Linked DNA regions of Pelodiscus sinensis: region 2 is linked to region 1. Evidence: chromatin contacts called from public Hi-C data. All regions are on one chromosome and are shown on one strand. Each heading gives the region's core, a stretch centred on a gene start, on an enhancer-like site or on the middle of the called end of the contact. The rest is flanking DNA. Distances are from core to core; before and after follow the strand shown. Region 1 holds the start of C1QTNF5 (C1q and TNF related 5). Region 2 holds the start of NHERF4 (NHERF family PDZ scaffold protein 4).

The links. A called contact is a pair of places that touch in the nucleus more often than the background predicts.
Region 2: a Hi-C map of liver shows a contact between it and region 1, with 6 times the contacts expected there. The contact joins the promoter of NHERF4 here to the promoter of C1QTNF5 in region 1. A contact is called at or near these places in 3 of 5 Hi-C or Micro-C datasets (liver and an unstated tissue).

The regions. Positions count from the first base shown.
Region 1 is chr26:5,908,774-5,911,868 of ASM4963464v1, forward strand. It overlaps C1QTNF5 (C1q and TNF related 5), which reads left to right and starts at 1,522. Exons shown (of 4, transcript XM_075909524.1): 1 at 1,522-1,653.
Region 2 is chr26:6,088,277-6,091,498 of ASM4963464v1, forward strand. NHERF4 (NHERF family PDZ scaffold protein 4) reads right to left here and starts at 1,441. Exons shown (of 9, transcript XM_075909761.1): 1 at 915-1,441. NLRX1 (NLR family member X1) reads right to left here. Exons shown (of 8, transcript XM_075909754.1): 8 at 1,658-3,222. The coding sequence ends at 2,936.

The DNA.
Region 1 (3,095 bases), core at 272-2,771:
AACCCCAGCACTGAGACAGGACTGCGTTGGCCCCCCAAAACTAGCACACAGCACTTGGGAACCCCGGCACTGAGACAGGACTGCGTTGGGCCCCCCAAAACTAGCGCACAGCACCTGTGAACCCCAGCACTGAGACAGGACTGCGTTGGCCCCCCAAAACTAGCACACAGCACTTGGGAACCCCGGCACTGAGACAGGACTGCGTTGGCCCCCCAAAACTAGCACACAGCACTTGGGAACCCCGGCACTGAGACAGGGCCGCGTTGGCCCCCCAAAACTAGCACACAGCACTTGGGAACCCCGGCACTGAGACAGGACTGCGTTGGCCCCCCAAAACTAGCACACAGCACTTGGGAACCCCAGCACTGAGACAGGACTGCGTTGGGCCCCCCAAAACTAGCGCACAGCACTTGGGAACCCCGGCACTGAGACAGGGCCGCGTTGGCCCCCCCAAAACTAGCGCACAGCACTTGGGAACCCCAGCACTGAGACAGGGCCGCGTTGGCCCCCCAAAACTAGCACTCAGCTCTTGAGAACCCCAGAACCGAGACATGACCCTGCCCCCCTCACTACAGCACAGTGCCTGGGATCCTGGCACCAAGATGTGACCAGGTCCCCCCAAAGTAGCGCACAGCACCTGGGAACCAATGCGCTCAGACATGCCCGTGTCTCCCCACCCCCACATACACACACGTGCACTGCACCTGGGAATCCCGGCTTCGAGAGGTCCCGGCATCCTCCCCAGCAGCACACATGCCTGGACAGGGTTCCCTGGAAGCTGAGCACGGGGGAAGCCACCCAGGGGAGATTTCAAAGCCACCCAGCTGATTAGCAGAGCGCCCAGAGCCGGCAGCCTGTGTTTATACGGGTGGTGCACATCTGCACATGCCGCCTGCACATAAAATTTATTCCACACATGGAATTCCCTGCACCAAGACATGACCTGTTCCTCCCCCTAGAGCACGTCTGGGAACCCAGCACCTAGACAAGACCCGTTTCCCGCCCCCCCCCCCAACGTCTGGGAACCCCAGCGCCAAGAGGTGACCGTGTCCTGTCCCGTCCCATCACCACCCCTCCCCGAGCACCTGGGAACCCCGACACAGACGTGACCCCTTTCTTCCCCCTCATCCCTGCGACATTATAGCTCACTCCCTTTGCAACAGCCCCTTATTGGCAAGTCTCAGGAGCAGGGGAAAAGCGGCACTGCCTTTCAGAAGGAGCCCCAACCCGCAGCCGACGGCGGGCAGCGGGGGCGTTTGCAGGAATTCCGTTCTGTCGTTCTAGTTGTGGTGCGTACAACAACTGAATGACACGAGAAACGTGTTAACACAATACGCGGGTGTGTACTTACATTATTTACAAAGGTCCCTTTCGCTCGGCCCAGCCTCCCTGGCGCGCTGTTGCCTCCGTGCGGTACACGCCCGTCTTGAACCGTGGCAGCGGATCCTGGGGTGGGACGAAACACGGGAACACAGTCATCAGAAAGCTGATGAATTTGGGTGTGTTTTCTTAGCGGCACGGGAGCAGGGCGAGGCGGGGTCTAAAACTCGAAGGAAGTGCCTTTGCACGGACCCGTCAGGCACGGAAACCACTCCTGCAGCCATCTGTAAGCAATACGCTTGGGTTGAAGTCACGTCTTACAAAAAAGCGCAAGTGAGTAACCTCCAAATGACACAGACTTTCCAGTGCATGTCAGCAGGAGGGGGGGCGAGAATTCCTTCGCTGTTATTTACGTCTGGCAGCGGTGGGGGCCTTGTGACCTGTGTCAGTGCTGGGGAAATCAGGCAGATGGGCCATCCCAGCCCAGTCCTGCTGGGTGTTCCCCCTGCCTGGAAAGGCTGCCTCCGAGAACCGCTCAGTCCACCGGGCCCATTCTGCTCGCTGGCATCACTGGCAGGCACGGGGCCGAGCAGTGAGAGGGAGACAGGACTCAGAGCATCCGAGGTCTGTCTCCAGCTCGGCTGCAGATGGTCTGGAGGCGTCGTGTGACTGCCCCCTGCCTCAGTTTCCCCATGCGTGCAGCGAGGATGACCTGCCTCCCCAGAGGGTGGTGAGGATCAGCGTAGGGCTGAAGGCACTAGGCCAGCACAGCGAATGCCGGCTGCCAATTCCTGCCAGCGGGGCTTTTTGGTGAAGGGGGACACCTCTCCCATGGGGCGCTCCTTGGAGTCACAAATTCCCTGGGCCCAGAGCCCCCTACCTGGCTGCTTCCCCCCCAGTCGACTTCACGTGTACGGCAACAATCAGGGAAATGACTTCAATGAGCTCCACCTCAGGCACCATGTCCCCCGCTCCAGCGATGGGGGAGAGAGCTGCCCCGCTCTGGCTGTCCTGGGGATCTCCTGGCCTGCTGGCAGCAGTGCTCCTCTGTATCCATCTGCAGGGCTAGCCGGGGCATATCCCCTGGGATTGCAGACACTCTCCAGTCAGACCCAGCTCCCCGAGCTCAGCATGCCCTGGAACTGGGGAGCCCCAGGCCGGGGGTGGATGAGCCAAAGGGGGCTTTCCAGCCAGCCTCCGGGTGGAAAACTCCAGCCCATGAGGCTCAGGCCCCTGGCTGCGCCCTCAGTGTTGCTGCTGTCTGGTCAACTCGCCGGCCGCCCAAGGAGAAGCCTGCAGCGACGTGGGGCGTGAGAGAGGCAAGTGAGCCAAGTGAAAGTCTCCCGTGGCCTCTCGAGCTGGCTGTGGCCCGTGGCGTTCCGCAGTCGCATGGGGAAAGCGGTTGTGCGTTGTGGGAAGGCGTGAGCCCAGCGTGCGCGCCCGCCACACGTGTGTGTTGTGCTGACGAGTGCCTGGCGCGTGTGCTCAGTGCTGGCCTGGATGTGCGTGGGGCCTGTGGGTTAGGGGCGTGTCCGTGGGCAGCGGGGCTGCGTGTGGTGTGGGCTTGCTGCTCGTGTGTGTGACGTGTCCGGCAACAATCGGCGTGTGGAGAGTGTGTTGGGGAGGGGAGGTTAGTTCCTCATTACACCATATAGCAGAACCAAACGGTCCTCACGCCCTTTACTCTGCCCCTGCTGTGCATCTTTGCTCCCGTACCTTCAGCTTCTCCTCCTCCGAGGCCTTCCACAAAACCCCCGCGCGGCCCAGACCTCACA
Region 2 (3,222 bases), core at 191-2,690, 180 kb after region 1:
AGCTCAGAGGGTCACCGCCTCCTAAGCGGAGACGGCAGGATGTGGGTGTCTGCAGCTCTCACCCCCTGCAAGCTTTTTGCACCTGCTCAAAATCTCCTAGGCCGTGGAGCCAGCCGACGAGGGGGGGGGGGATTTGGGGGGGCGGGGTGTTAAGCAGCATTCCACCACTAACTCAGTGTCGCTCCTGCTGAGCAGTCGCCACCCCCCTGAAGTCTGACCCTGCCGCCCCTCCATCCAGATATCCAGGCAGCGTGGCTGCTGGACCAAATGGGGCTGTGCCCCATTGCCTGAGACGCTTCCCACATGGCACAGCCCAGGGGAGTTGCAGCGAACGCCGGCTGGCAGCCCTGCCCACGCACTGCAGTAAAAGAGGGGGGTGCCCAAAGGCCAGCAGGGACTGGAATTTGCCTCCCCACCGATCGCCAGAGAGCAGAGGCTCAGCATAGGGAGCCCAGCCAGCAGGGAAAGAGCCCTGGGGGTGCAGCCCGCAGCATTGACCTCTGGGCTTTGAGAGCAGCAGAATGCCCCTCAACCTTCACCTCCGGTTCATGGGGTACGGCTGCTGCACTGGGGAGCTGTGGTGTGCAGGGGCACGCTCGCCCCAGGGGCAAGAGGGGGCAAGTCTGGGCATTTGGGGGACGCAGGATGAGGGGCTGGCTTAGGGCAACAGGCAGAGGAACTCCTCAGGGCGAGTGCCGTCAGCCCCCAAATACCAGCCCCAGAGCAGTCTCAGCCACTTGGAGCTGGCAGGGGCTGCCTGGAATCCACAAGTGAGGAGACACTAGGGCCCCCCCAAGAACTCCACTCCCCACCCCCCAGGGAGCTCTGAAGAAAGCCATGGGCACTTGTGGGGGGGTGGGTTCCTCAGAATCAACCCTTCTTCCCCCGCTGCTCCCCGCGCCTCAGCTACTAACCTTGCTTCTGCTTCATGGCGGTGGCCAGAGTGCAAGGTACGGGCTGAAGTGGCAGGGAAGCTGGTTCCCCGCCTCCTTTAAGAATGCGGAGGTTTAATGTTTAAACAAAGCCAAGTCTCCCTTGCACCCATGGAACTCGGTGCCCCTCCGCCGAGCCCTCCCGGGTCTCACCTCGGCCAGCCCAGCAGCCGCGGGACCTGGGAGTGAACGGACCTGGCCAGGGTCACGCAGCGAGGCAGTGGCACAGCCAGGGAAGGGACCCAAGAGTTCAGGCTCCCCCCCGCCTCGGGAGAGAAAAAGAAACCAGGAATCCAGGCTGCCAAGTTCCGGCTCGCCTGCCCGCCCGTCTCTGTGGCCCTCCAATCCCCACCCTCCGCTGAGGCTGCTTGATGGTCCCTGCTCCCGAGGATCAGCCCAGGGACCCCCAGACACAGGCCACCAGAGGAACCACTCTAATTAGTGGCCCAGGCTGGCGTGGGGAGGGAGCCCGGGAGAGGGACGATTCTGTTGTCCGTCCCTCCGCCCTGCAATCCCCGGCCCTTCCCTTCTCCCTCGACTGCATCCAGACTGTGCCCCCATGTGCATGGCACATCCCAGCCCCTGCTGTCCTCAAAAAGCCCCCCACCCCGCCCGTCCTGACGTCACAGTAGGGGTGGGAGCAGGTAGCACTCCCCACATGAGCGGGGGGAGATGCAGCATGGGCTCCAGCCCCCAGCACCTTTGGGAAGGCCACAACCCCGCAGGAACAGATCAGCATGGGAACCGCTCGTGTTGGTGGAAACAAAGTGGTTTAATTTCATGGCTACACACAACAGTGTCCAATACCGTGAGCAACCTCCAGAGCTGCTCCCCCCGTCAGGCCTCACGTGGCCCTGTCCGCAGCCCAGAGCGAGGGTGCAAAATACACACACACACACACCGACTCAACTAGGTGTAAGCCCCCCACCGCCAACACACACACACACACACACACACACACACACACACACACACGCACACGCACCTCCTCCCCGCAGCACTTCCATCTGCTTTCCCTCCTTGTCCGCTGCCTTCGCCTGCTTCATCACCCTCCCAGACTCCCTGCTCCCGCACCCCACGGTCTCGGATTTTGCCACCCCAACTCGCAGGAGGAGCTCCCAGGGCCCGATTCCCCTGCGCCATCAGCGTCAAATGCTCCCTGATCAGAATGGGCGCGCTCGGAAGCCCCCGGGCCTCGAGGAAATGACACCGTACGGTCTAGGAGCCTCATGCCCTCGGCTGCTCACTGGCTCTCAGCCCTTTGGTGCCCTGCCTCCGTACAAACCTGCCCCGTGCTCAGCCTGACCCTGCCATTCTCAGCCCTAGAGAGTTCAGACTGCAGCCCCCTAAGCCTTGCAACCAGCATGGCTCGCTGGGGGCAGAGCCAGGGACCCCCAGCTGTGCCAACGGCTGCTTGCTGTCTGGGAACAGCAGGGCGGCTCCCTGCCGGAGGCACGGGGCAGCTCGTGGCGATGCTGCTTTGCGGCAGTTCTACCTGGGCCCGGCGGAGACCGCACGCAAGAGGGCAGGACGCAGAGCCTCGGGGCGCTCCAGGAAGAGGGGCCAGGAACTGCTTGGGAAGCAGCCCAGTGAATCCTAGCACGGGGCGGGTCCCGGAGATCCGTGCAGGCGGGATCCAAGCGAGAGCACGATGGGGCCGTCTGAAGCCGGGGCCAGTGCTGTGCAAGCTTCCCCCTCGCCCTCCCAGCAGCCGCTCTGACCACATACCTCCAGGGGCAGCCTGCTTTTTTTCCAGGCCTCAGTCAGCTGTCCTGGCCCTGTGGCTTCTCCCGATTAGACCCCCACCCCCCCGACTCTGTAGAGCCGCAAGTAACCTCTGCTCCCAGCAGAGTCCCCAACGTCTTCTCCTCAGTGTTCCCAGCCACCCAAGCAAACGCTGCTGTGGGGGAAATGGTTCGGAGTGACCCCCTCCAGCACTCCTCTACCCCTATACCCGCCCCTCCTGCTGGGACGCGAGGCCCCCGAGAGAGGCGAGGGGGGCGCTAGTGGGTCCCCTGCTGGATTTTAACCAGCATCTTCTTGACTTGGCTCTCCACCCGCAGGAACTTGGCTTTCTTCCAGGGGTTGCCGGTCTGCCGGCGGCTGCACTCCAGGTCCTGCAGCAGCCGGGCGAGGTGCTGCTGGACCCGCTCGCGGTCCCAGATGGGCAGGTTCTTCTGCACCACGCTCAGGATGAGGGCCCAGTCGTCGGAGACGTCGGTGCCCGCCGTGAGGAACACCAGCACCTGGACACCGTCGCGGTCCCTGCGCAGCGCATGCAGGGCCTGCT